Regions from separate parts of the Mus musculus genome. Here regions 2, 3, 4 and 5 are each linked to region 1. Evidence: chromatin contacts called from public HiChIP or PLAC-seq and promoter capture Hi-C data. All regions are on one chromosome and are shown on one strand. The core of a region is the stretch at or near the end of the contact, and the rest is flanking DNA. Distances in the headings are between cores, read along the strand shown. Region 1 holds the start of Zbtb40 (zinc finger and BTB domain containing 40). Region 2 holds the start of Zfp46 (zinc finger protein 46). Region 3 holds the start of Hnrnpr (heterogeneous nuclear ribonucleoprotein R). Region 4 holds the start of Alpl (alkaline phosphatase, liver/bone/kidney). Region 5 holds the start of Luzp1 (leucine zipper protein 1).

Region 1 (2,700 bases), core at 58-2,557:
CACATATACATATACACACACACACAAATACATATATGTATATGTATTTATTTCCAGGCCAGCCTATATATATATATATATATATATATATATATATATATATATATATGTATATATATAATATGTGTGTATACATATACACACACACAAATACATATACGTATATTTATTTATTTCCAGGCCAGCCTGGGCTACATGAGGTCTGTGTCAAAACAAGCACAAGACAGAATGGGAACCTGTCACCGAAGAACCATGTCTACATTGAGCATAATTTATGCCAAGCACTGAAAATTTGCACTTCCTAACCCTAACCCTACATTGATTGCTTAAACAGCTATAACCCACACCAAGATTTGGATACAATTCCAAGGAAGAGCACTCCCAGAGGGAGAAAACTTACAGTTTGAGGTAATGTGACCTAGGCTATCATACAAGGGGGATTTCCCAGCGACAGCCTCACATTGCCAGCCCTATAAGCTAGCACACCCTAATCACACTTCACGTTTTGTGCAGGGAAAATACACTGCAAAGCTACGTAGAGACATAAAATAGATGGCCAATTGCACACACTGGGCGGGTGATAGCTTTGTAAGGAATGAGAGACCACTAGCTTGACGGCATCATGGAAGCTAGTCACATATCGTGTCAACTGTGCCTCGGGCCAGGATTGGCAAACTTCTGTAAAGCGCCGGAGAGAAATGACTCTGGCTTTATGGACCTTTCCATCAAAGCCGAAAAGCAGCCGGGGCAACTGCGCGCACTCCCCCGCCCCGCGGCAGGCGAGCGGCCGGACAACCCGTTAAAAAGAAAACAAAAAACGACCATAGCTGCGTCTCCGTGCAACTTCACTGCTGGGAGCTGAAGTTTTATTTCCCACGACTTCTATTTCCCCGCAACTGTTTTACAGCGGATAAACAAAAGCTGAGAGCAGAGATGGGAGGGAGCCCTCTGGGCCGGGGCGTCCGCAGCACAGCCCGGGAGCCGGGGAGTGAGGGCCGCAGATGCCAGGCAGTGTCCCGCGTCCTTCCACGGGACGCAACAACCTAGGCTGCGCCCGAAGTGAGGGCTGTTCCCGGGGGCCACGTCCCGAGGACAGCGGACGGCGGCGGCTGTGACCGACGCGAGCCAGGCGGAGCTCGCTCCGCGCATCCCCTGCGTCCCCCAGGGGTCCTGGGGCGCCCCTCACTCAGGGAGTCTCGGGAGCCTCCGCCGCGACAGGGGTCTCCGCGCAGAGTCCCAGCGCCGTTTCTATGGTTACCTGCTCAGCACCGATTCAAACTGCCGTTCTTTATTGACAGCGCCATTGAGGACACGAACACTCCTGCCCGAAGGGAACAATAAAGCTTTCTCCATTCAACAGCGCTGGAGACGCCAAAAGGCAGCCATCTTGGGGCCGGGGAAAACGCCGAGGGCCGTAGCCCGGATGTGCGCACGCCGTAGTCACGTGCTGGGGGACGGTCTCGCGAGAAGGCTGTCCCTGCATCACGTGCACGCTTTCTACCAATGGCAGGCTTCCAAGTTTGGAACCTGGTCTGCTCTTGACCTTTGACCTTCGCCTCACAGTACCTTGGGAGATGTTTCCTTAGCATGTTCCATAGCATGATCCATCCCTTACCTAGCCACTTCTGAGGTTTGCTGCGAAGAGACGACAAAGATTTCTTTCCTTCTTTTGTAACAAACAGTCATGTGCAGGGCGAGAACGAGACTGATTTCTGGACTGGGCTTGGTATGGGTGTACACGGGGTTTCTTTTGCCATTATCCTCTCACGTTTTAACCTATAGCACCACACGCTGGTTATGAACCCCGAGTCCAGTGTCCTGGCAGTCAAATGGATGTGAATCGGATCCAGTTAACATGAGCCCCATTGGCACTGGTCATGAGAGCTGTCCCTGCATCACATGGAGACCCATTTGTCCGAGATCCAGGCTTCTCGTTGCTATGTCTAGCTCCCAATGTGATTACAGCTGTTCCATGGGCAATGACAATATTCAGTCGTCCCCAGCACTGTCGCTGTCAGCTCGACTTGATGCAATACCTTTAAAACAGAAACCGAACCTATGGAGCAGAGCTGTCACTCAAATTTCTGTCATCTAATACTGTGACTGCAGTTTGCAGCTACTGCTGAAGATAAATAATTAGAACACTCTGGGTCATTAGAGCACTCTGGGCAGCTGTTCTAGTTAATTTTTGTTGTGATAAAATATCCTGAACCCCCTCCCCCCCCAAAAAAAAGTCTAATGAGTCAGGCTTAGTGACCCATCTTTTAATCCTGGTGCTTTGGAGGCAGAGGCAGGCAGATCTCTGAATTGTGAGGCTACCTTGATGTGTGTGTGTGTGTGTGTGTGTGTGTGTGTGTGTGTGTGTGTGTGTGTGTAGTTTCAGGACACCCAGAGCTACATAATAAGACCAGGAAGAAGGAGGAGGACCAAGGGGGGAAAGATTTTTTTCAGCTTACAATTGCAGGTTAGTCCACCACCTTGGAGAAGTCAAGGCAAGACAAAGACTTCAAACCACTAATCACACCACATCCATAGAGCAGAGAGAAGTGAATGCATGCATGTTCTTGCTTGTGCCCAGTTGGATTGCAGGCACAGTTCAAGACTCCTTGCCTGGGGAATGGGGCCACCCACAGTGGACTGAGTATTCTGACATTGGTTTACTCAAGATACCCCCACACACACACACACACAGGGACCAAA
Region 2 (2,700 bases), core at 171-2,670, 760 kb before region 1:
CTGCTATATTCTTTTTCCATCACTTCCCTCTCCAAGGCTACAGCAAGCTGGGAGCTCTTCCCCACACAGAATCCCTGTTTTGCTTAGCCCTCGCCTTCCATTGTCTAATTCCTTCATCCCCGCTAGGGAAAGGAAAGGCTACAAGTCCTTCCATTTGGAGGATTCTGAGTGAATGCAGCATAGCCAACGCTGATGTTTCTTGGCCAGCTGTTGTGGCCTCGGAGATCTGTTTATGAGATTGTTGTTTCCCGGAGCTATAGAACAGTCTCTGCAGTCTTGAAGCTTTGTGCTCATCCTACAACCAAACCCTGCCCTTTGCCTGTTAATCCATGGATTCGGATTTCTATTCATGGCCCTGAGATCTCTGGAATCTGCTGGTGATATCTAGAACCTTTCTGAACGTCAGGCCTCTTTAGATCTCTGAGGAGCCAGCGACCACAGACCAGGAGGTAAGCCTGTCCGTTCTGTCCTAATCTGGTTTTGTGATTTCTTTGAAACAGAGACTACTAGCATCCTTAGGACTCCAGGTTGTCGCAGGCCTAAGGTTTTCATGATGTTGGGAGGTCTCCAAGATTCCTTTCAGCAGAGACACCCTCAAGAGTACCAAGTCCCTGAGTCTCCCACTCCAGGGCCAGCTATTTCCCTACACACCCTACCCCACCCCCCCGCTTCTGATTTCAATGTTTTGGCGACTTAGATGGGTGCACTTGAGCTCCGTCTCTATAAAAGAGCTCGAGACGCTCCCTACAGGGTTAACGTTGGAACACCCTGGGCCGGGCCGCGGACAGCACTCCAGCACCGGACAGGGGACGCGAGGCCTCGTGGGATATGTAGTCTGGGGTGGGTTGTGACTGCCGGAAGGCCTACTGGGAGTTGTAGTTCTCAGTATCCAGAAAGCGAGAGCTTCAGGCGGTGTTGGGAGTCCGTGGGCGGGGCCCAAAGTTCCATCCCGGCCAGGGAGTCTCCCAAGGGAGGGAAAAGAAGCCTTTTCCCGCTCTGGCCTGGGCTGTCAAATGAGGGGTGATCTCAGCTGAGGTCAGCCCGAGCTTCCACACTCAATCTAACCTCGCGGATAATATATGACTCAAAGATGGTCGTAGGGCCATGAGAAAAAAAAAAAAACACAGACGCTTCCTTTGCTGAGTCGTGCTGTGGTTTCCGAGAAAAAAGTATGTGTGGGGGTATTCTCACTGGTCTTGAAGGTCGCGGTCCTGTCTCTTCCCTTTTGTTCTTTTCCCTCCCCTGCTCTTGGCTGCTAAGTGGCCTTTGTACGCCAGAGTGAAACTCCAAGTCCCGTCAGGCCGCGAGGTGCGCGCACGCGTGATGGAGCTACCCGGCCACGCCGCAGGAGGAGGGCTGATGGTTTGGCTTCTGATTGGTCAGATATTTTACGATTTCTTTTCGCTGATTGGCTGGGATTGCTGCCGGAAAGGTCCCAGCCCGGAGATGGCAGAGCAGAGGCGTTCTATGGGCTGGGTTGAAAGCCTCCTCCCTTGAATTGCATCGGCCTGACCCCCCAGCCTAGGGGGCACCCAGCCAGTGCCTGCCCTCTCCTACCCTAACGTTGCACGTACTCGATATTAACCGAGACACGGAGAGTGGGTGACTCTTCGGGAGTCAGAGAGGAGAGTGACCAGTCCTGGGCCTTCCCCTCATACCCTGCGACCAGAACTCCAGCCCTAGGGAGTAGTGGGCAGGGCCTCTTGCCGCGCCTCACGTCCTGCTTTTCGCCTCCTTCAACGTTGTCTGCTAGCTGGTTTTCCTGCTCTCTCTCTCCCAGGAGACGAACGCTTGAGCCCGAGATGGCAGCCACCCTGCTCATGTCTGGGACTCAGGTAAGCCCCGAGGGCTCTGCTTACCCATCTTGCCCGGTGTTTCCCCGTCTGCAAACCCCTATAGGAAATTCCCTGGGATAAGCTCATTTTGCTATTCTGCTTAGTATACGGGCTTCGAGTTGGCTAATATAACCATATACAAGCATATATAGAACACCCACTGTAAGACTAAATACTGAGGAGAATAAAACCAAACAAGATGGGTGGTACCCTTCTTGCCAACAATCTGTAGGGAGAACGGTGTGTCCGGTTAACCTGGATGCGATATGGTAAGTATTCTGTTGGCCTGAGCAAGGACGTATTGTGGTGTGGGAAATAGTAAGTCGAGGAGTGGTTAATTCTAGATGTGGTGTCCAAGGATGGAGCGAAGAGTGATAAAGGGTGGGGAGAAACAGAACAGCAGTTGGCTCTAGAACTGGGCCATAAAGACGAGAATTTCACTGGTCTAAGAAAAGGAGAGCCTTGTATGTAAGGGTCCAAAGTGGGCAGGGACGGCCTGAGCGGGAAGCTAGTAGATTGCCCCTGTCTTTTGACCACATGTCTTTTTTTCTTCTTTCTTTATTATTTTTTTTTTCCTTCGGACTCTACAGATGAGACTTAATGCCACTGCCTTCTCGACATTTCTAACCATGTCTCTAATTTCAAGAAGAAAAGCTGGTTCTAAACTCCTAGATACCAAGTAGTGAGGAAGCGTTGTGTGATTTCAGGCCCCTGTGACATTTGAAGATATGGCCATGTACCTCACTCGGGAAGAATGGAGACCTCTGGATCCTACACAGAGAGATCTTTACAGGGATGTGATGCAGGAGAATTACGGAAATGTTGTCTCACTGGGTGAGTGAGGACTTTTATCTTGTCTTACCTC
Region 3 (2,700 bases), core at 115-2,614, 740 kb before region 1:
TTTCTCTGTATAGCCCTGGCTGTCCTGGAACTCACTCTGTAGACCAGGCTGGCCTGGAACTCAGAAATCCGCCTGACTGCCTCCCGAGTGCTGGGATTAAAGGCATGCGCCACCACTGCCGGGCCACAGTCAGGATTTTAAACTTGCATTTGAGCCGTCTCTCCAGCCCCTAGGACAGGCTTTACAATTTACAGTTCTGGAAGCAGGGAAGTCCAACATTGAGAGCACGCGGGGATAAGGGCCGTCTCCCTACGCTGGAAGCGCAAAAGATGCAGAGAAGATCTAGAGTCAGGCATCAAACTCACAGCCTGGAGGCCTATCAGTCGGCTTTAATGCTTTGAGGGTGGAGTCCTAGTGCCCGAAACACCTCCCACTACCGGCCCCACCTCCCAGCACTACTACATTGGCCATCAAGTTCGTATCAAGTGCACTTTTGCACATGTCCGTTCAAAAACGCATGGGTAGACTAACAATAAACTTTGGTTTATAGGATTTGAGAAACATGATCTCCAGATATGTTTGGAAGCAGATCCCTTGACCTTCTTCACTGAGGTAGTGTTGGGACAGGAGTGACAGGTGAGAGGTTTATGAATAACAGGTATTAGTTTCTTGGAAATGAACCCTTTGCCCGCTTGCCTGGCTTTCAGTCGTTGATCCAGTGACCCTACCTACTCTAGTCTCCAAACTCCGAAGGGTCCCTGCTTTCTGTTAGCGTCACTCTTGAGTCAGATCCACGTTATTCTGTGAGGAGAAGAGCCAAGGAGGGAAACAGGCAGTTTCTCCAGTCATTCTAAGGGATGCTTTTCTACAGAGAAATCTCCAGCGACACGAGTCAAGTCACCCTGAAGTTGTGTTTTGACTAGAGCCAAGATGATCTATTGATGGAGCCCAGCGTGTGGCGAATGGGGTGTGCTCGGGACCTAACGCTCAGAACGGCGGGAGGGAGGATTGGAGATAAGGGACTCCGGCGCGGGGTAGCAGCGCCATTGCGGAGCGTGGCCGCCGGGACCCGAGGGGGCGGGGCTCCGGAGGTGGCCACGCGGCGGGAGGCCTAGATTTTTCAACCTCTTAACGGTGGTAGAAGAAGAGGGAGGAGCTTCGGCCACGCAAGGCCCGCTGCCCCGCAGCCTCGCCACTACCAGGGGCTCCCACCAACAGACCCCTTTGTGTGCATGCCCCCGCCCCGGAGGCGCCGCAGCCAGTGGCGCTGAGACCCCTCATTGGCTCAGCCCGACGGCCACACCGATTGGTCCTCGGAGTCCCCGACGTGAGGGCCGCTTTCCCCTCTCTCTTATTGGCCCGTCAAGCTGCCCGTCATACGGTCTCGTGGGCCGATTGGTCGGCCGCACGGAGTCCCTGGAAGCAGTTCCGGGAAACCCCGCGTGCTGCCGGGATCGCGTCTCGGTCCATGCGAGGGGGGGAGGGGGTGGCGCGCGCGCCATTTCTTGTCGTTTTCAAAGCGCCTCGCGCTGCTTCTCACGGGCCAGGCCGCCAGCCCCCAGCTCTGCCCTGGTGAGTCTCGCGCTGGCCCGTGGGGGGGAGGGGCCGGGAGTCCCGGTCTGACCGGACTCGGCCGGGTCCAGGCTCGGCGCCCTGGCCTGCAGTTTGGGTCTTTGCTCCGAGGCCCCAGGGTGGGGGTGGGGATGGGCCGGGGGCGGCTTCTGCTCCGGCCCGCCGCGCAGCCGCGGGCCTGAGTCCCGCCGCGGCGCCTCCTCTCTCTGTCGCTCATCCTTCTCAGCCCCTCCGGTGCCCCGGTCCCTCGGTCCGCTGTCCTCCGTGCGGCCTGCCGGTCTCGCGGTGCTTTTTCCCGCCTCCGCCCGCCGCTGTCCGCGGCCCCGGTCCGGGCGAAGGGTTTCAGGCGTTTCCCCCTGACCCCGGTGCTTGCCCCCGAGGCCTGCGGTCAGGCCTGGCCCGCCTCTCGCCCGGCGGCCTGTGGGATGTGTTGATAACCGGGTCGCGCCCGAGGGGGTGGGGTGAGCCGAGGGCGGGGTGCAAGTCCCAGGGTTACCTGAGCCGGGAGCAAACTTTTACGGGAGTCGGAGCCGAGGGGCCGAGGTATGGGGGGTGCCTCCCGCCCGATCCCCAACCTGCATGCTTCGAGCCGGGATTTGAAGGAAAAAATGACTACTAAGAGGCCGTGACACTTGGTTTCGAGCGGCGCCTGAGCTAGGTAATTCTGAGAATGTCATAGGCGCTCCAGTTTGGAAAAGCGCTTCTTTTTCTTACACGGTAGTAGCCATGTGGCCAGAATTTTAAGACGAAAGCCCAGGGGTTCTTGAAAGGTTCAGTCCTTTCTCGTTACCTGTTTGGGATTTTTCCCCCCCTTGCCCTTTAAAAGCAGAATGTGTCAGGAGTCAGTCGTAGTGATTAAAGGCTTGATACTCCCGAGCTGTGAGATAACCGTTAGCTTTCCTTGGTTCTTTTAAAAGCCCGTCTCTCAACATTTTGCTTAGAGATGTTCGCCACAAGTCAGGGAGAAGCTAGTACTGACTTCCCGAGTCTCCCAGCGGTCCTTATAAATCTTATTTAAATGACTTTATTTTGTAATTTTCTTTTTTTTGCAAAAATGTTTGTGTCAAAGGGTTCCAGTCACGTTAGAATATTTGCTGCATCCAGAAATATGGTTTGGCTGTGTGGCATTGTTGTTGAATCCCCCCTCTTGATCCGAAGGATTTATTTCCTAGAGTCTATTTTACCTTT
Region 4 (2,700 bases), core at 8-2,507, 750 kb after region 1:
ACCAGAGAGGCTTGGAGGGTGAAGGGCATACTGGGGGGGGGCTCTCCTTAATCTCCTGGGCTGTGGAGAATGGGCAACAGGGTTCAATGCCTAATGTCATTGCCTACATTGTCTAAAACTCTCTGTCCCTATTTGTAGTCTGTCAGGTGTCAGAGCAGTCCTTATCCAGCATTTAATAAACAGTTGCCCTAATTCTCAACCAGACTGAGAATCTGAGGCTGCCTGAGGGGGGGTCTTTGAATTCTTCTTGGAGCCAAACGTTCTTTCAGGCCTGAGAATAATCCCTCTGTTATATGTATGTGTGTGTGTGTGTGTGTGTGTGTGTGTGTGTGTGTGTGTGTGTGTGTGTGTGTGTATGATTTTGAGACCTAATCTTCCTAGAGTGTTAGAGTGGCCTCGAACTCACAGAGATCCTCAGCCTCCAGACTGCCAGCATCTCTCCAGAGTTGCCGCGCCAGCTTTCCTTTTTAATCAGGATTCACAGGCATACCCCAGAGTCCTTTGCAAGTCTTCCTTCCTCAGGCCCATTACGCGTTGAAAAGGATTACCATGGACAATGTGGGAGTAAGAATGAGGTTTTTTTCCTCCGTCTTGGGTCCTGCCGCTGTGACTGTGCCTTTAACCCTTTCTTACCCGCGCTGGGCAAGGCAGCAGCCCCACTCTCACCTGCACACAGCCTGGAACCGTTCACAGGCTCCTTCCGTTTCCTGGGCTCCCCCACTCTCAGACAGACACTAGCACGCGGTCTCCGATCTCTCCCGCCAAAGATCGCAGCACGTGCCTTCTTCCTGCTGCTCCCCAACTACTTTAGACACCAACGGGACAGAGTGCCAAGGGACCACGAAGGGCGCAGCTGTGGACTACGGAGGCGCGTGGGCACCGGGAGCAGGTGCTTAGCACGAGGGTGAGGTCCTGGGTAGCGGCTCAGCGGGCGCCACGTCCATCATCCTGCCAGGCCACAAGAGATGCGCGCGGAGTCCGGAGCGGGAGGTCGTGGGTCCCCAGGGAGCCTGACCTTCCACGTGTCCCCACCGTGGCTGGGACAGTCACTGCGGGACCGGCGGAGCGCGCGCGTGGGAGTCGCGCAAGCCACGGGCGCAGCATGCTTTCCTTACCTGCAGGCACTCGTGGGGAGGGTCTGTTCCGGCTCGCGAGCGGCAGCCCTAAGGAGCGCAGTGGCGGGAGCGTACTCTGGCGGCCACCTCCCCCGCCTGCTTATGAAGGCGGCCTGGCCGAGCACCCGCCGGCCTCCCCGCCCCCGGCCGCCCCGCCCCCGGCCCGCACCCCGAGCCCCAGGCGGGTGCCTCTGCGTTGCCAGGGCGCCCCCTGCCGGGAGCGCGGCGCTCGACCCGGCCCGTAGGGCTGCAACAGGCAGGGTAACCCGCCTTGCCTCTCTCTTTCCCTGCGGCTCATCCTGGCTTCAGGGTGCAGCTGGCTTGTCTTTAGGTTTGATTTCTCTGTAGGAGACTTTGTCCCTCGATGGTTGTCTTCCTGTGCCTGACCCTGCGCGTCTGTGAACCCACCTGGCTCCTTTTTTCTGTGCGTCTTTCTGCCTACACATCCTTGTCCGTCACCATGTGCACCTCTGAGCCTCACACCCTTACCCCTTTCCTATCCACTTTCTCTTTTGCCCTTAACTAAGTCAGTAGGAAGCAGAAGGAGACCCCTTGGACAGGGCCCTCCCTCCCTAATATCTGAAGAAACAGGGACTCAGGACATTCTGTCTGTCCCAGCCAGAAGCCCCAGGACCTGCCCGGGGCAGACCACTTCCCAGGCAGTGGAGCCAGACTGTCTAGGCCCACAGGCCTGCTCTGGTGACTTCGGGGGACTGGCCAAGGCTCTATAACCCGCAGACACTATCCCCTGGTTTTTCTTCCTTCACGTTATTGGGAGAGTTATAAGAGACCGAGTTTGGAACATGCACAGGAAACAAGGAAAGGCAACCGCTGGGTGCCAGTGGGCCTTATCCAGTTCCCCAAGGGCCACCACCTCCCTTCCCCTGAAAGCCAGTCTGGTTTTGAAGTCTCTGATTCGTTTCCTACTGTGAACTCCTGGAGGTAGGTTTGAATGCCACCACCATTTGAATACTTCCTCATTTCCTCCTAAGAGGAGGGTCTTATCATCGCTACTGAAGCTGACAAAACCCATCTGTACCTCTAATCCCCAACAGCCAGAGATTTGAAAGCAAAGATCAGGTTTCCCTGAACTCCATCTTCCTGGGCACCTAGGATTGATCACTTCTACCCTGAAGTTCCGTCTTAGGTCCAGGCATCTTCTATATGAGCTCTACTATTGAGCCCATTTTACAGGAGGAAAAGCAAGGCCCAGAGACAACATGTGACCTCATCGGTAAGTTCAGGGCCGGAACTGGAGCCTGATGCCAAAACCCAGGAATGCCTGGGTTTGTTTTCATTTGTTCTTGTATTTTAATAATTAATGCTGTTTATTTACAGCGGTGCTAGGAAATTTCCCTTGAGAAATAAGTTTATGTTTTTACAAAGTGAGACCAAGTATTGGGTAAATTACTCCTTATTTATGTATTTCATAGCAAGGTCATAATGGCAAAAGCCATTGGGGCGGTGAATAAATGAAACTTTGGTCATTTCCCGGCAGTCCTCGTCTGTAAGGAGCTGAGAGTTAAGACAGCAGTGAGCTCAGAACACAGCACTTGGCAATTACTTGCTAGCTAGCGCCAAAGGG
Region 5 (2,700 bases), core at 116-2,615, 580 kb before region 1:
CGGTCTCTGCAGTTGAATTCCTGAGTTTTCTGGCTTTACCTCCTGAGTGCTGGAATTAGAGGTATATGCTACCACATCCAACTATGCAGTGTTTGTGATTGAAGCCAGGGCATTGTGCATACTAGACAAATGCTCTACCAACAGAACTGTATCCCCAGCCCCAAAGGGTACTCCAGGTTGGCCCTAAATGTGTGATTCTCCTGTTTCACCCTCTTCAGCATTTGCCTACCAGCGCTCATGGCCATGGATGGCATTATTTTTTAAGACATGTTTTCTTATTTGTAGCCCTGCTTGTCTCAAACTAGCAATGCACCTGCCTGCTGAGTGCTGGGATTAAAGATAGGAATGTGCCACTGCCACACCCAGCTGGAGGTCAACAGGATACAAGTTATAATGTATCCACGGCCCTGTGAGAGCTGGAGTCAATGCCACCAGGTACAGAGAGCAAAGAGGGTTGGTCTTTTTGCCTTGGGAGAAATAGGAGGACGCACACAGGAGATGAGGTGACAAGCAGAAGGGCGGATGTGGGAAAGCGGTGGGTGTGCTAAGGGAAGTTTGGGTAAACTTCAGAGCGTGTGTATGAAGGTAGGAAGTGAGAATACCAGGCCATGGATTTGGCCTTTGTTCCATAGGCAATAAAGAGCTTACACAAGAGGCGTCTCCAGAGACCAGCCATACTCCTGCAGTCAGAGAGGAAGCAGCTCTTAGCCATCTGTGTCCCGGCTTGTGCAGGCTGCTGGGTGCCAGCGCGTGGGAGGGCGCCCACAGAACGTCTCTGAATGTGGCCTGTGCGCTGCAGGATTTAGGTCCTGAGCTACCTTCAAAGTCCACTTCCCCCCAGGGGTTCTCTTGGCCCTAGTACTTTGTACATAGAAGGCATTGGGGGGACTTTTTGAGACCATGTGGCCCACTGCCGATTCCCATTTTAAAGAAGGAAAAGTAAGGGATATAGATGGGAAAGGACTTTCCTGGCAGCACCTGAGGAATGAATGTGGAGCCAGTGGGACTAGAAGTCATGACCTCTGAGCCACGCCCAGTCCCTTCTCCACACTCACTGAGTAAGAGGTGTTTGGTTGAGCGATGACTTCATTTCAGGCCCTAATCCCTTTGCATGGACGATTTTACTGCACCCTCCCAACGTCTCTGAAAGCGTTTCTTTTGAGCGCGGTCTTGCCTTCCAAGTCAGGTTTCCTCCGGAGCCTAGCCCAGGTCCGGGGCACCTAGCTAGGAAGGCAATGAAAACTTGGCTGGGTTCAAACCTTGGGCTTGGAAGTGGGAGGGCTTAAAAAAAGGACCAAAGGAGGCGTGGCCTGGCATACGCCCCGCCCCGGAGCGCTGACGCCACACAAGGCCCCGCCCCTCATTGTCAGTCTGGGGGAGCCTGAGCAGGCGCCGGCCGCTGGGAGCGGAGCGCCGGATCCTCCGGCGGCGGGAGCGCGGGCCGCAGCCGCTGAGGTGAGGCGGCGGCGGGAGTGTGGCGAGGCGGGCGGCCTGGGAGTCCGGCTTGTGTGCCGGGGGTGAGGGGGTCTCGGCCGGGGTGTCCCGGGGACGGCGGGGAGTGCGCGCGGGTTCTGGAAGCGGAGCCGGGAAGGGGAGGTCTCCGGTGGGCCAGCCGGAGAGAGTGTGGCTGGAGTTGGAGGGAGAGACTCAGAGATTTTTTTTTCTTCCTGAGGAGGGGGAGGGACGTTTCTGAGGAGACTGGGGAGACGCCGAGTGAGGGCGAGCGCGGCTGTGGCGGCCAGGGAGGGAGGCGTCGGGGTCCTCGCCGGGCTCCGCGGGGCGGCGAGCCGGGAGGAAGGAAGTGAGCGGACAGGAAGGGCCGCGGCCGGTGTGCGGGACGCGACGCGCGGGGGGCCGGGGAGAGGCCCGCGGCGGCCCCGGGGCGTCCGCAGCTGTCGGCCCCGGGGCTGCGGCCCGCCCGCCCGCCCGCGCGGCTCCCGCCGGCGCGCTGCTCCCGTCTCGCGGGCCAGACCGCCGCGGCCCGGGAAGGAATTCGAGGCATTCGCTTTGTTTAAGTTGCCAGTCGACAGTCCCGAGGACTAATTAATGGTGGAATCTGCAGGGGCACTCGGGTAGCCGCCGGCCCCCTCCCGCCGCCGCGGTGAACTTTCCGCAGCGCGCACCCCGCCCCGCGGCCCGGCAGGGAAGGGAGCCATGGCTTCCCGAAGCGCAGGAATGAAGTGCGGTTTCGGGAGCCGCTTTTGGCCTGCGGCTGGCCAGGCGACTAGCGAGGTGGAAGCCGGCGTCCCGGGCACGGGCACTGGCACGGCGGGGCTGGTGGGTTCCGCAGCCCGGTGGGGACCTCTCCGAGGTGCCTGCGGTTTCTGCTAATTACCTCGCAGGAGCCTCAGCCGGCCGAGAAAGACCCATCTTGCTATGGAGCATCTGTTTCTTCATCGCGTCAGCCCCTTTCCTAACACTGCAGAGCTTGTTGTGGCTTGTTTCGGAAATGCCGAGGCGGGTGCTCACACTTCGGGGTGGGAGAGGGGAAGAGAGCAGGCAGCCCCCCCCCCCATCCCCCTTCACACACCTCCAAAAAAAAAAAAAAAATCTCCGCAGTGTTCTTTAACCGAGCAGCTTGCAGATTCTCTGTCGCACCTTCGATGACTTGAATGACCTTGGGGGAAAGGATTGTGCTTCTGAGCGCCTCGTGGTGGCTTTTCTGTCCATTCAGGAGAAAATAACTCTCTGGACCTCAGT

The links. Promoter capture Hi-C pulls out the DNA fragments that hold promoters and counts their contacts. HiChIP or PLAC-seq counts read pairs in DNA pulled down with a chosen protein or histone mark.
Region 2: a contact with region 1 is called in a promoter capture Hi-C map of liver, with 2.2 times the contacts expected there. The contact joins the promoter of Zfp46 here to the promoter of Zbtb40 in region 1. A contact is called at or near these places in 2 of 39 promoter capture datasets (cranial neural crest and liver) and 1 of 115 datasets of contacts at active chromatin or transcription factors (memory CD8 T cells).
Region 3: a promoter capture Hi-C map of hippocampal neurons shows a contact between it and region 1, with 2.1 times the contacts expected there. The contact joins the promoter of Hnrnpr here to the promoter of Zbtb40 in region 1. A contact is called at or near these places in 2 of 39 promoter capture datasets (cranial neural crest and hippocampal neurons).
Region 4: a contact with region 1 is called in a promoter capture Hi-C map of pre-B cells, with 2.4 times the contacts expected there. The contact joins the promoter of Alpl here to the promoter of Zbtb40 in region 1. A contact is called at or near these places in 2 of 39 promoter capture datasets (hippocampal neurons and pre-B cells) and 1 of 115 datasets of contacts at active chromatin or transcription factors (astrocytes).
Region 5: an H3K4me3 HiChIP or PLAC-seq map of embryonic forebrain shows a contact between it and region 1, with 2.5 times the contacts expected there. The contact joins the promoter of Luzp1 here to the promoter of Zbtb40 in region 1. A contact is called at or near these places in 4 of 39 promoter capture datasets (the HPC-7 cell line, cranial neural crest, embryonic stem cells and 1 more), 2 of 484 Hi-C or Micro-C datasets (both in embryonic stem cells) and 6 of 115 datasets of contacts at active chromatin or transcription factors (astrocytes, bone marrow-derived macrophages, embryonic forebrain and 3 more).

What each region holds. Positions count from the first base shown.
Region 1 is chr4:137,047,388-137,050,087 of GRCm38.p6, forward strand. Zbtb40 (zinc finger and BTB domain containing 40) reads right to left here and starts at 1,308. Exons shown (of 19, transcript NM_198248.1): 1 at 1,259-1,308.
Region 2 is chr4:136,284,647-136,287,346 of GRCm38.p6, forward strand. Zfp46 (zinc finger protein 46) reads left to right here and starts at 1,421. Exons shown (of 3, transcript NM_009557.4): 1 at 1,421-1,835; 2 at 2,426-2,669. The coding sequence starts at 2,564.
Region 3 is chr4:136,309,578-136,312,277 of GRCm38.p6, forward strand. It overlaps Hnrnpr (heterogeneous nuclear ribonucleoprotein R), which reads left to right and starts at 1,365. Exons shown (of 11, transcript NM_001277121.1): 1 at 1,365-1,512.
Region 4 is chr4:137,795,127-137,797,826 of GRCm38.p6, forward strand. Alpl (alkaline phosphatase, liver/bone/kidney) reads right to left here and starts at 1,258. Exons shown (of 12, transcript NM_007431.3): 1 at 1,116-1,258.
Region 5 is chr4:136,468,396-136,471,095 of GRCm38.p6, forward strand. Luzp1 (leucine zipper protein 1) reads left to right here and starts at 1,366. Exons shown (of 5, transcript NM_024452.2): 1 at 1,366-1,455.